5 separate regions of the Mus musculus genome follow, and regions 1, 2, 4 and 5 are each linked to region 3. The links are chromatin contacts, called in public promoter capture Hi-C maps. All regions are on one chromosome and are shown on one strand. The core of a region is the stretch at or near the end of the contact, and the rest is flanking DNA. Distances in the headings are between cores, read along the strand shown.

The links. Promoter capture Hi-C pulls out the DNA fragments that hold promoters and counts their contacts. Capture Hi-C pulls out chosen DNA fragments and counts their contacts.
Region 1: a promoter capture Hi-C map of hippocampal neurons shows a contact between it and region 3, with 2.9 times the contacts expected there. A contact is called at or near these places in 2 of 39 promoter capture datasets (the 3T3-L1 cell line and hippocampal neurons).
Region 2: a promoter capture Hi-C map of adipose tissue shows a contact between it and region 3, with 2.4 times the contacts expected there. A contact is called at or near these places in 2 of 39 promoter capture datasets (cranial neural crest and hematopoietic stem and progenitor cells), 1 of 130 datasets of targeted methods (embryonic forebrain) and 1 of 9 other capture datasets (adipose tissue).
Region 4: a contact with region 3 is called in a promoter capture Hi-C map of cranial neural crest. A contact is called at or near these places in 1 of 39 promoter capture datasets (cranial neural crest) and 1 of 130 datasets of targeted methods (embryonic stem cells).
Region 5: a promoter capture Hi-C map of the HPC-7 cell line shows a contact between it and region 3, with 9 times the contacts expected there. A contact is called at or near these places in 11 of 39 promoter capture datasets (the 3T3-L1 cell line, the C10 cell line, the HPC-7 cell line and 7 more) and 1 of 484 Hi-C or Micro-C datasets (pro-B cells).

The regions. Positions count from the first base shown.
Region 1 is chr19:10,016,745-10,019,444 of GRCm38.p6, reverse strand. It overlaps Rab3il1 (RAB3A interacting protein (rabin3)-like 1), which reads right to left and starts at 1,251. Exons shown (of 10, transcript NM_144538.3): 1 at 1,086-1,251. The coding sequence starts at 1,096.
Region 2 is chr19:7,482,037-7,484,736 of GRCm38.p6, reverse strand. Rtn3 (reticulon 3) reads left to right here and starts at 1,446. Exons shown (of 9, transcript NM_001003934.2): 1 at 1,446-1,798. The coding sequence starts at 1,654.
Region 3 is chr19:8,849,353-8,852,052 of GRCm38.p6, reverse strand. It overlaps Lrrn4cl (LRRN4 C-terminal like), which reads right to left and starts at 1,285. Exons shown (of 2, transcript NM_001013019.3): 1 at 941-1,285; 2 at 1-398. The coding sequence starts at 393.
Region 4 is chr19:10,239,352-10,242,051 of GRCm38.p6, reverse strand. Myrf (myelin regulatory factor) reads left to right here and starts at 1,304. Exons shown (of 26, transcript NM_001033481.1): 1 at 1,304-1,493. The coding sequence starts at 1,448.
Region 5 is chr19:9,910,008-9,912,707 of GRCm38.p6, reverse strand. No RefSeq gene overlaps it. Among named protein-coding and RNA genes, the nearest start is that of Gm50340, 12 kb to the right of the region's middle.

The DNA.
Region 1 (2,700 bases), core at 2-2,501, 1.2 Mb before region 3:
AAGGCTCACAGCTTCCTTCAGACCAGGCTGCTCCTCAAACACACAGCCCCAGGCACATGCATTCCTCCAAGCACAATTGCCTCCACCAGAGGCAGGCACCAGGAACCCACCCAAAACACTTCCCAAGCCTAGCTAGCCTCCTTCCCTGGAGCAACTCTCCAAGAAACACAGGCTGACTTCTGCTCCCTCTAAAAGATCAAGCCAGCCCACACCCCACAGGAGCTCAGTTCTAGTGCCCTGGCCGTGTCGAAGCTGCATGGTTCCCCTAGCATTTCGACTCCAATCAGCTGGGGTCCGTGAGAGTAAATAGATCTCACCTGTTCCCCTCCCCAGGGCTCTCCTCCTTCCGCCTATCCTCTGCCTATCCTGAAACAGTCCTTAGCAGGAACAACCGCAAGACCTAGTCTTTGCAGTCCTGGAAGGAGGAGGCGTTTGTCTATTTAGACAAGAAAGAACATCAACCTATGTGAACAGGGAGCAAGGTCTCCTCCTATTAGACTGGCCAAGAACAGGAGTCAGCTTCAAGAACCGATGGCCCTAACAGATGGAAGTGAGGATGAGGGGTGGGAAAGGGGTTCACCCAGGACTCAGGGTCTGTGCCTATCTCCCTCCAGACTGTGGGAAGGTACCACCCACCTCACATCTTGAATCAGAAGGTTCTAGTCAACTAGCTAGGGATGGACCTTGGAGAGACACAGCTAGCTTTCTCAACTGCACTGCTTCTCCAGAGTTCATGGGTGTGCTCTCCTTTAAATACGTGCCCCAGATTTACTTTTGAGGTATGCATACTACTATGCACCACCCCCACTACCACTTCTCTCATGCACTCCACTGGAGCTAGGAGTTGGAGGGGGTCACCCTTCTCACCCTGGGGCAACTCAGATCGGTCCTGCCAAGGTCCTTTCAGCTCTCGGGCTGCAGTGTGTCCTCATGCTACAATGCACCTCGCTGCTGCAGGCAGGGCTGAGAGTACAGATTATCTCCCAAGTGGGGTGCAAACAACAGCAGTGAGCCCCTGTTCACCCATCCCAGGAGGCCAGCACGGCCCAGACGGAGCGCAGAGCCACCGGCGTGCAGGGACCTACCCGCTCCACATCCCAGCGTCTCCGCCGTAGCCGCGTCCTCGCGCGCCGCCAACTCTGCCGGGGGCCCCAGAGCTGCCCTGCCGCCTGTCAATCGCTCCACCGCCAGTCTGTCCCGCTGGCCGCCCTGGGTTTGCGGCTCCGCCCCACCGGAGCCCTTCCCCTGCCCTGGGCGGGTCACGTGTCTGAGAGGCGGGCCCCAGGCCACGTGCCCGGTCCCGCCCCTTTGCCGGCCCAGCCCTGTCCCTCTTGCTGCCTGGGGACAATGACCCGCCAGAGTGAACGGGACTGGTTCCATCATCTTGCATCCAGAGCTGGCCTCCGCCTTTCCCTATCACTTTCTGCCTTGCACTTTTGGTCCACCCTTGTTTGAGAACCTACAATGGCTCTCGGGGGTGGTCTCAGCTCTGTTTCTCGCTCAGATTGTCACTCAAAGTGGACAAACAGCTCCTGTACCCTCATTCAGACTTCTAGCCCTGTTACCGGTCTCTGGAGCTCTTAGATGGCATCAATCCCTGATTGACACTGGGCTTCTGGGAAGGGGGCGGGGCAGACCCTGAACAAGTTATCATTCGTTGAGCAGTTTAAGCTAAGAGAGCGCTACCTTGGCCCAATCTTACCAGCTCTACTTCCAGGTCCCTCCTCTTGCATCTCTGAATACTCTGTTCGTCCCTGCCTTTCAAGCCATCCTAAGCACAGGAGACGTCTCTGCCAACTTCGCTAGCACCTGTCTGTCCCAGGTACTTAAAAAAAGATTTGTAAAAAGCTTAGTCACCTGTCCCTCAGTTCCTATGCCCTCCTTTTATCCTGGCTCTAACCACTGACCTGAATGAAGTTCAGCCTCAGATCAGGATCCAATAAGTAGAGCCCATAGTCAACCTCTCCTTGAGTACTGCTAGACCAGCTCCCACAGGCAGCGTCTACAGTGCTCCCTGGGCTTGTAAGAACACATTTCACTCATCCATCTACACAACAGCCGCCCCTTCTGAACTGCTAAGGACCACGTGAAACGAAGAAATTCTCCAGGCTGGAACCCCAGCCTCCCTCTCTCCTTTCCCTTAGCCCCCTCTTCTCTGAGGGTGTTGGTCATGTACCACCTAGATTGGTCTCCAGCTTCTGGGCTGAACTAATACTTTCTCCTCAGCTCCCTCAGTGACTACGACCACACGCTTGGCTTATGGAATTCCAGTATGGTAAATGGTAGGAGAATGGGAGACCTGCTTTAAAGGACCTCTACTGCCAGAACCTTGACTTGCCTAGGACCCATCTTCACCAACTAATAGTGGCTCTTTTCAAAACAGAAAAGCCAGGGTGTGGTGGCACACACCTTTAATCCCAGCATTCTGGAGGCAAAGACAGGCAAGATCTCTGAGTTCAAGGCCAGCCTGCTCTACAATGTGAGTTCCAGGACAGCTAGGACTGTTACACAGAAAAACTCTGTCTCAAAAAGCCAAAAAAACAAACCAAAATAAAACCCTGCAACAACAAAAGAACCCCCCCCCCCAAACAACACAACACAACACAACACAGAAAAAGAGTTAGGCTGGAGATGGCTCAGCCAGAAAGGGTATGCATTGCACTTACAGAGGACCCACGTGTGGTTCCCAGCACCCATATC
Region 2 (2,700 bases), core at 197-2,696, 1.4 Mb after region 3:
GTCTTGAACTCAGAAATCCACCTGCCTCTACCTCCCAAGTGCTGGGATTAAAGGTGTGTGCCACCACTGCCTGGCTGGAGTCATTTTCTTAATCAAGGTTCCCTCTTTTCAGATTTCAAGGTAACATAGAACTATCCAGCATGCCTGACTTTAACATAGACTTTAAGAAAAAAATACTTAAGCATTCACCAAAATAAGTAATTGGATTCCTGATTACTGGCATACAGTTCCCTTTGCCATCGTTCTCTGGCACTCAACAGCATCGGGGGACAGTTTGCTGCACTATCAATTGATGCCTGCCGTTGAGTGACAGAGTAAGATATTTTCCAGAGTCATTTTGGGAAATATCCTGGATCGTTTTCAGAACACTGCAACAACCAAGATGCTATCTGAGCTTTATTTGACCTTAAAAAACTGTCTAGGACAGATGCGGTCCACAGCTTGTTCCCCATCTGCAGCAGCCTGCTTGCCTAGCGCTCCCTCTGTGAGTTAGCATCTTTACAGAATTTGCTGAATCTGCAATTGCACTTTGGGTCATAGATTGCTACTTAGCAACATCAAATCCCACAGCTTTATCATCATTATGTACTTAAAATTTAAAAAGAACAAAATTTGACATAAATTGATGTCCAGTTTCAAATGTCATTTTTTGGGGGACTCATCTTAGGACATGAATAAAATTCAGTATTATGAGTATCTGTGCCTCATTTTTAATACCTCATTTCATGTCCACTCCATTCCCCCAGTCCCAACCAAGACGTTTTCTCCTGGTTTTCCTTTCCTCGGCAGCTTCTTTTTTATTTTCCAAAGTATGTTTTTTGTAGCTCAGAACATAGCTCAGAGAAAAGACAACCTGAAGCCTCTTTGGGAAGAAAAACAAGATAAAAATATGAAGCCGATTCTGTGCCTGCATTGCAATGTGATTGGAATGAGTAATAGTTTCTCATTCTGTTTAGCATCTTTCTCCACCTATCAAACATGGGACTGTACCATGCCTGCCTCGGTGGGGCGATATTACGACACGACCAGATAATTCAAAAAGAACATTACAGAGGGGGGGTCTTTAAATATTGTACTCTTTGGAGTCACAGGCTGGTACGTATCAGGCAAAGACATCAATTAGGATTTATAATAAAAAATTTGTAGCTTATGAAGGCATAAAGAAACATAATCTGCCAGCTAGAAAACATTCACATAAACAAGTGGAAGGTGGGGAGACTGGGCACGGTTAATCTGTAGCAGGGGCTGCAGTGGCGGGCCGGTTCTAGAGTTTAGCCACGCCCCTTACGTCAGGCTTTCCCCCATTCCCCCACCCCCTACCCCTCACCCCCGAGAGGCCTGCCCCACCCGCGGGCCCAGTCACTGCGTCCTTTCCTGCGGGAGCGCAGAGGGACAGTTCTTGCGCCTGCGCATTGCGTCGCTGCGCGCCTCCGAGGCCGCCGCCCGCGCGTCCAGGCTCTTTGTGCGCATGCGCGCTCGCACTCCTTCTCTCCCTGCGGAGCTCGGCTGAGTCAGTCAGTCTGTCGGAGTCAGTCTTCCGAACAGGCGTCGCCGGGAACTTCGGAGAGCCAGCTGCTGGATTATTCTGTGTCCCCTCCCACTCTCCCGCCCTACGTCTCTCTTCACCCTTCTCCCGCCCTTGCTCGTACAGCCATGGCGGAGTCGTCAGCGGCCACTCAGTCCCCGTCAGTCTCCTCGTCGTCCTCCGGGGCCGAGCCGTCAGCTCTCGGCGGCGGCGGCGGGAGCCCTGGAGCCTGCCCCGCCCTGGGGGCGAAGAGCTGCGGCTCCTCGTGTGCGGGTGAGGCGCGCGTGGGGCTTGGTCCCTGGGGAGCGCGAGCTACTGGGTCTCCGGGAAGGGGCGAGCGACCTGTCTGGGCCGTGGGCGGCTTTAGTCTCTTGGCGGGCATTTGAGGAACAGGCTAAGGGGGAGGGGAGCGAAGGACCGAGGTGAGGAAATAACGGGGTGTGAAGAAAACAGGTTGGGGGCGGGGTGGTGAACTAGAGTGGGCGTTGACGCTGACCCCCTGCAAGGGAGGGCACCGCAGTGGGGTGAAAACGGAGAAAGGCTATGTGCACCCAATGGATCGAGTGCTGGAGGCCCGAGAGCCCTAGGGTGGGTCGGGGGGTGGGGGTGACTTAGAGCAGGATTAGCGAGCCTCAGGGGATTGTGACAGGTGGGACGTAGGAGAAATGAAGTCGCTAGGATTTTGAGAGGGGTAGTGGTGGAAAAGGTGGCGTTGCAGGTTTGCAGACCGGTTGACACAATCTTAAATGGATGATATAGCCTTCCAAAAAAAAATTTTTTTTTTTTTTTGTTCGCCAGAAGGATCAGGAAGTTCTGTTACTGTTTTTGGCTAAACTGAATGCCAGATTTTTTTTTTTTTTTTTTTTTTTTTCTGAGACTCTGAGGTAGATGAGGCGTGATGAGAATAGCATGGGAAGATTTGGGAGGGAGCTGCTGATAGTCCAAGATGGATCCTTGGCTGCATCTGCAACACAGCCGGCTCTTCACCGGTGGTGCATCGTGGGGGTGGGGACACGCAGTCAGTTGCTATATTCTAGAAGATAATAAATACAGTCTTGCCAAGCCATCACCATGTTTTGATTTCTTGTTTTCGATGGCCTATTCTCAATAGCAGCATAACAAAAGGGAACGATTGCTGCAGGGGAAAGAATTCAGACAAAGCCTGGGCTGCTTGA
Region 3 (2,700 bases), core at 36-2,535:
GAGAGGGGCACTCTTCTGTGGAGCCCCGTTGCTTTCCCAAAGCAGAAGCCAGTAGTGGCTGACTGGAGAGAAGGGAGCACACCAGTGAACCACTGCGTAGCCTTCTTCAGCCATTATTTGCACTTCTCCCAGGCGAGGAGGCTCTGGCTGTTGATCTTCCCTGGAGAGCCCTGGGCACAGGCAGGCTACTGGCCCAACCTTCTGCAGCTCCTGGCAGGACACCTGCAGGTGGCGGCAACGGTCATAGTCGCAACGGACAGCTAAGGAAGGTGTAGCTACTGTCACATCATCCTCTTCCCCTTCCTGGTAGTCTTCCAGGGTCAAGATCTGAGGTTGGGAAACCAAGGAGGTGGTCATGGCTGCCAGCCACAGAAGGGAAAGAGAGCCCAACATGGAGTCTGGAAGAGAAAGAGTGAATGGGTAAATGCTGTCAGCCCTGTCTTCCAGGGCTATGTGAAGTATGTGAAAAGTACACTATGTGAAAAGTACAACATAGAATCAAGACCGAAAGAGGTGGGCTGAGACATACAGTCATTGTCAACTGGCTTTTCAGAAGCCAGTGTTCTGGATTTTTGGCTGGTCTAAGGCTGCCCTTCAACTCTGTCTACACCTCCAAATCATTAGAATTATTAACATCACAAATGACTGCTTTGTTTGGGATAAAAATAATGAAATACGGCCCCACAGGAGAGAGAGATGTTTGGGAAGCACCGTGCAAAGTGCTAGAAGCAGGCATCTAATGGATAAACAAAAGTGCTGGGGAAAGAGGTAGAGGAAAGGATTTATTCAGTTTGGGGAAGAAAGGTGGACTGAGTCCACAGCCATCCTGAGAAATAACCAATCTAGAGCAATGCTTAGTAAGATTTACAAAAATCCAGAGAGAAGGCAGGAGATGAAGGAAGAAAGGGCGGCGGTGGGCACTGGAGTCCTCCCTCCCTACCTGCATTTGTACAAATCCCGCTCAGGCAATTCAGACTTCTCTCTGTGCACCCTCTTCCCGGGACCCACAGTAGCCCCTCACCAGTGGGTAGGCCTCGTCACAGTGAGGGTTTGCCCCCAGATATCCGTGGCTATCAGGCGGAGAGGCCACTGTCAGGTTGTATCTTCAATTCTATTTTGGTTGAGAACTTTTATACTCCTCAACTCTGATGTCATCACCTAGCCCCTGTGTGCCAAGAAGAGGGCTGGTTCCCTCAGAGGGACTGAGTCACGGGGCCAGGGAGAGGGGAAGCCACATGCAGCGGTTTCAGCTGGAGGCCAGGATGCCTGGGTTCTGACAGAGGAATGAAATGTGGAAAGCAGCCAGGAACTGAGAATCCAAAGGCTGCAGTCATGTGAAAGGATGGGGAGAGGAGTATTATCGGAGGAGGGAGGGAGGGAGGGCACCTGGCTGGTATCAGACAGGAAAACATCTGTGGATGGCTTGGGGCCTAAATTACAAAAAGCTGTTTTGGTAAAAATCCTTCCGCGTTCATGGCAGTCATTTCCTGTCTTCTGCCTCCCAATGGACAGAAAAGGGAGGGGTGTAAAGTCCAGAGTGATGCTCTCCGGGCACGCCCTCCTCTGACCCCCTCCCCTGAGGGAGATGAGAATCACATGCTAGAGCAGGATGCCTCTTACTGGCCAGGACAGGGTTTCTTCCCCAGGTTATGGACGGAAAGAGCTACATTGAGTGTGGTGGTGCATGCCTGAATTTCTTAGCACTAGGGAGGCTGAGGACGATCACTAGGAAACAGCCTGCGTAACATAGTGAGACCCTACCTCAGAAAATAAGCCAAAGCCATAACGCTTGTAATTCAGTACTTGGGATCTGTGGCAGAAGAGTTGCTAAAGGTTTGAGGCCAGCCTCTAAGAATGTTTAAAACTTAATAATAAAAAAGGAAGAAAACAGCCTGGCGTGATGGCTCATGCCTTTAATCCCAGTACTCGGGAGGCAGAGGCAGGCGGATTTCTGAGTTCGAGGCCAGCCTGGTCTACAAAGTGAGTTTCAGGACAGCCAAGGCTACACAGAGAAACCCTATCTTCAAAACAAAACAAAACAAAACAAAAGCAGTACAGGGCTAGAGAGATGGCTTAGTAGTTAAGAGTATTGGCCAGGGGGCTGGTGAGATGGCTCAGTGGGTAAGAGCACCCGACTGCTCTTCCGAAGGTCCAGAGTTCGAATCCCAGCAACCACATGGTGGCTCACAGCCATCCGTAACAAGATCTGACTCCCTCTTCTGGTGTGTCTGAAGACAGCTACAGTGTACTTACATATAATAATAAAATTTAAAAAAAATGGCCCCGTGGGCTTATATATTTAAAAAAAAAAAAAAAAAGAGTATTGGCCAGTCTTCCAATTTCAAATCTTAGCACTAGATGGTGGCTGTGTGGGCTGGTCTTATGTCAAGTTGACACACAAACTAGTCATCTAAAAGGGAGAAATCTTGAGACAAGCTCCACAACATCTGGCTGTAAGGTATTTTCTTAACTAGAGATTGGTGGTGGAGGGCCCAGCCCATCATGGATGGGGGCATCCCTGGGCTGGTCATCTTTGGTTCTATAAGAAAGCAGGCTGAGCAAGCTAAGTGGAACAGCACCCCTCCATGGGCTCTGCATCAGCTCCTGCCCCCAGGTTGCTGACCTAATTTCCTTTGATGAACAGCAATATGGAAGTGTAAGCCAAATAAACCCTTTTCTCCCCAACTTGCTTTTTGGTTG
Region 4 (2,700 bases), core at 55-2,554, 1.4 Mb before region 3:
TCGGGTGATGGCAGAAGGTCTTGGTAGCAATGGTTAAGTGAGCCACGCAGAAAGCAGTTGAAGCTGAGGTCATTGTTACAAGTGGAGAGAGATGAGCCAGGTTTCTGAGAAACCAGGGCAAGAGGTTTAGATGTCAGAGTGCAAGGAGAAACCACTGGTTTTACCAAAGGCATGGTGGTATGATCTGACTTCTGCTTCATAAAGAATTAGTTGGGAGGACTGTAGAGGAATCATTAGGAGAGATGCTGTGTAATGGGGGCAAGATGGAGGTGAGAGTCCAAACAGGAGACACGATGGTTTCATCCCTATGTGATTTCAGATTAAACATCAGGTAGGGCAGCAGGGAGTAAGAGTATAACTCTTAGTGGTGGTGGCACACGCCTTTAATCCCAGCACTTGGGAGGCAGAGGCAGACAGATCTCTGAGTTTAAGGCCAGCCTGGTCTACAGAGTGAGTTCCAGGACAGCCATGGCTACCCAGAAAAACCTGTCTTGAGGAAAAATAAAGAATGGCTCTCATTAAACTCTGAACCCTATTGACCTTGAACTGTACTGCCTAATACTACCAAGGTCACACATAACTAATTATGCTCAAAATAATTAAAATAAAACAAAGCTGAAAAGTCAGGAGCTCAATCCCCAGAGCCATATTTCAGATGCTCAGCTGCCACTGTGGCTAATGACAACACCTAGAGTATTTCCACCATTCTAGAAAGTTCTATGTAGAAGCACTTCTCTAGAGGGCACTCATTAATCCTTAGCTTCCTCATCTGTAAATGCAAATTGTAATAGTTCCAGACAGGTGGCAAATGCCTTTATTCTCAACACTAGGGAAGCGGAAGAAGGCGGATCTCTCTGAGTTTAAGGCCAGACCTACATAGATTCGGTGTGCGTTGGGCCTTGGGGGGTGGGGGTGGGGAGTGGGGAAGTGGGTGTGTACCTCCCTAACAAAGACCTGCCGGAATTAACAGAGTTTAACACCTATAGAGTACTTAGCACAGAGTATCCCTTTGTTACCTGGGATAGGGTGAATACGAAAAGGAATAGGAGCTATCTCTGAGATCTGGTACTGAAAACCCTCAGATTCATAATCTGGAACCCTACCTATACCAGAAAAGAGTGAAAAGCGACTAATCCACAGACTTTAAGGCAAGGCAGTACCCAGGACACCACCGCCGCGTCGAGCGCCCCCTGCAGACGACGCGGCACCCTGCTACCCGAGGTTGCGGCTCTGGGCGTACCGCCAGAGGGCGCTGAGGGCGGCGGGCGGGGCGCGGGGCAGGCGGAGGCCGGGCTAGGGCTGCGGGGAGCGAGCGTGAGGAGAGCCTGGCCGGACTGTACCGGGAGCCCAGCCGGGACTGTCGCGCGGGCCGCGCCGGCGATGCCGCGCCCCCGGGCCAGGCTGTAGCGGGGCTGCGGCCGGAGCGCACGCGGCGGGCAGGCGGGCCATGGAGGTGGTGGACGAGACCGAAGCGCTGCAGCGCTTCTTCGAAGGTGAGAGACCGCGGGGTTGGCTGGGCGATCAACCTCCTGCTCTGGGATAGGCCAACCAGTCTCCCTGAGGACAGGAGACCCATGGGGTTTCCACCATGCACCCAGAAAGGACCTCCAGAAAGCCTCCTTTTTGGCAGGGACTCTACTTCAGACTGGCAACAGCGAGGTGAATGGCTTCGAGATAGGGAGTCTCTAGATGTCTGCCCAAGCCCGTTGGACTTGGGTTTCCCCGAATCGGCCTCCAACACTCAACTTCCTTGGGGATGGGTTCCTTCTGTGCTCGGCTCTCCTCGAAGCCTTTCGGGTCCTGCGGTCCCTGAATGGTGATACTCCAACCCTCAGCACACTTCTCTAGTCTGAGGACGCTGTACTCCACCCATACCAGCCTCTTTCTTACTCCATCTAGCCTGGGACTTCCCTTTTCCCTTAAGGCTGGGACCCCAGAGCCTAGCCTACCTTCTAGGAGCAGGGACCTCCTGACTGTGCTTCCTGGAGGCTGAGACATCCTTGGAGGCTGTCACCTGTCTTGGGCAATGCTGCTTCCTCCACTAAGGCTGAAATAAATGCTCCTCTAAGCAGCTACTACTTCCTTGCCTGGGGCAGGACCTTCTCTTTAGTGTGATTTCCTAGAGATGGAACTCCCTTGAAGCTGGCTGACATCTCTGTCACCAGCAACCTCTGCCCTAGGAGACCTCCAATGCTGTAAATGGCACCCCACCAGCCCCTATGAGGCGCCTCAGGGTTGGGTCCCTCACACCTGACCCAGGAGCTGACCTGGTCCCCCCCTCACCTTGACCTGAACTTCTCCAGTAGGATCTATGTACGCTCCATTATATATGTTTTCCTCACCTCCCCCACCTCCCAACCCCCACATTGATTTTAGAGTCTGGTCCTGGTCTAAATACTGCCTCAGCTTTTCCTGAACAGACCCTGCCCCTCCCCCCATGAAAGCTGGGTTCAGGAGGGAAGGGGCTGGTGTAGGAGGGGGAGGGGAAGTGCAGGCTGACATCTCCCAGCCTGCTGGGTTTCTCAGACCCTTATTGGAGACCGAGGCACTTGAACACCTTTTGTATCTATCCCCACTATGTTGAGAAACTATTCCCTGCCTCACCCTCTTCCTAGTCCCTCAGCTAACATCTTGCCCCTAAGTACTGGTCGAGGCTTCCATGAGCAGAACCTGTTGCCCTCAACATACCAGGCTGGGACT
Region 5 (2,700 bases), core at 73-2,572, 1.1 Mb before region 3:
AACATTTTAATAAATTTTCCTGCTCTAAAAAAATCCAAAGTTCACCAAACTGGAATTAAAAAAATTTTTTTACTTGTTTGTTTATTTATTTAATATATGTGAGTACACTGTCACTCTCTTCAGACACACCAGAAGAGGGCACTGGATCCCATTACAGACGGTTGTGAGCCACCATGTGGTTGCTGAGAATTGAACTCAGGACCTCTGGAAGAGCAGCCAATGCTCTTAACCGCTGAGCTGTCTCTTCAGCCCCCAAACCAGAATTTTAAGGAACTTAGCTTAGATTCAATTGAGATAACAGATTTCATGAAATTTAGTGGACTCTTATTCTGATTAGGGTTTTGCATGATCTAGCTCTGATATTACAGGGTTGCTGCCAGCTCATCTGCATGTTAGTACCCACACAAGGGAGTAGATGGCTCTGGATTGTACCCACCAAGACCAGACCCTCAGATTCTTAGGAGCTTCCTCTTACTGTACTGCTAAGAAAACTGACTTTGACAACGGCCATTTCTGCGCACATTACTGAATTTTCATGCGCTAGAAAGTAGCCACCCAGCTCTCTTGGCTGCTTGCTCTGTTACAAAGCGTCAGTTTCAGTTATGAAGCTGTGTAGTCTTTAGGGGGGACAGGTCAACCATTATCAAGTTGACATTATTAGGGTAGTGAGGGGATCCCAAAAACAAGTCTGGGAACATTCAGGCCCCACTTGCTAACAACAGGACACTTATTTTCCTCCTTAGTACTCCAGATCAATGGGTTTCAATCTATGGGTCATGATCTCTAGGAGGGTCGAGAGACCCTTTCTCAGGGTTGCATATCAGATATTTACATTATGATTCATAACAGTAGCAAAATTACAGTTATGAAGTCTGGACAAACTTTACGGTTGGTTCACCAGGACATGAGGATCTGTGTTAAAGGGTGGTGGCACTAGAAAGGTCGAGACCTACTGCTCCAGACCACTATGACTTAGGAGGCTGAATTATAGAGTAGCTTGGTGAAGGAGGGAAGCCAAGTGAGGCTCCTTAATCCTCCCCACCGAAGTGAGTTAAGTCTTGTCAGTTAAAGGGCTTCAGATCTGAAAACAGAAAGTTACTGCCCCCTAGTGGACACAGAGCATGGGGCTCGTCTCTCAACCCGGAAATTAAAATTTGATTTCCGTGGAGCTGAATTTGTCTTGGGAGACTCTTCTGAAGCCATCTGCCGTCTGCTCCAGGTCTATCATTTTGAGGTGGAGACACTGATCCCACCCCTACCACCGCAGCCACACAGCAGTGTGCAAGCCATTACCTCATACTGCCCTTCTGTAAACAGCACAGCACATATTTCAACCTGGCTGTAGACTTCTGCACTGTCCTTCTGTGGCAGGGGAAGAAAGTGCAGAGTTCAGGAAGTGTCACCCCCCACTCTTTTTTTTTGTCCATAGTGAATATTTCAAAATGAGAGCGCCAGGGTTAAAGGCCTTCATATTAAGGAGGGACTTTTCAGAAGTTTCCTTATCTGACCAAATAGATCCTGCACATGTCCCAGGGGAGGAAATGGAAGACTATTACCTATTTTTCTGATCTAATTTATTTCCTGAGAGCTTCTTCTTCCCAGACAATGAAAGTAAAGTTACTTTGAAGAAAGACATACCATGTTTGAAAGTGATGTCTAATTGAGTGGCAGACAAATCAGAAAAAGATTTGACAGAATAGGATATGTCCAGCTCTCATGAGAAGAGAGAGGAAAGGGAAGCTACTTTAAGAGAGCAGGAGGGACAGAGAGAGAGAGAGAGAGAGAGAGAGAGAGAGAGAGAGAGAGAGAGAGAGAGAAGATGAATGAATACGTGAGAGTTTATTCTGTAAGGTTACAACAAAGAACAGAGCCCAAGGCCTGGACAGTCATTGGTCTACTTTTTTTTTTTTTTTTCTGAAATGAAAGACTCTGAAAGGAGCCCCTTGCTCGGGCCTCAGGACAATAGTGTACCCCCAAGAACTCACGAGAGACCAAGCTTGATGCAAACCACATGAGGCTTTATTTGGGGAAAACCAGAGCTCTGGGGACGACTCATATCCCACGCAGGGGTAGAGGAGTCGACCTCGAGGGGAAAGAAGTCCCAGTTTTTATAGGCCCTCAGGGGGGAAAGGAGAAGGGATCTAAACAATGTCTATTCTCAGGAAATGGGTATGGGAGGGGTACAAGGAAAGAGTCTGGTGCAGGTGTAGCAACTCTGGATTGGCCCGGCTGTGGTTGCTGGGGAGATTTTCTGACTCTATCTTAGCAACCAATATCACAAACACTTGGCAGTGAGGTGCAGCAGTGGACACACACCTGGGTTCAAGGAACAGGCCAGAACATTGGCAGACACACGGGTTCAAGGAGCGGCCAGAGCATTGTGCACCTCTATTTATCTAAATCAGTGAAGCTAGTTCTGCTAACAATGAAATCTATTTTGCCAATTTCAGGGCTTCTGTGACCTTTTATATTTTATATTTTGTCAGGATCTTTCAGAGACAGGGTTTCTCTGTGTAGACCTGGCTGTCCTGGCACTCACTCTGTAGACCAGACTGGCCTCGAACTCAGAAATCCACCTGCCTCTGCCTCCCAAGTGCTGGGATTAAAGGCGTGCGCCACCACACCCGGCTATTGGTCTACTTTTTAAATAAGCTACTTATGAGACCTTACATAAGAATACTACAGATATTTATCTGTTCG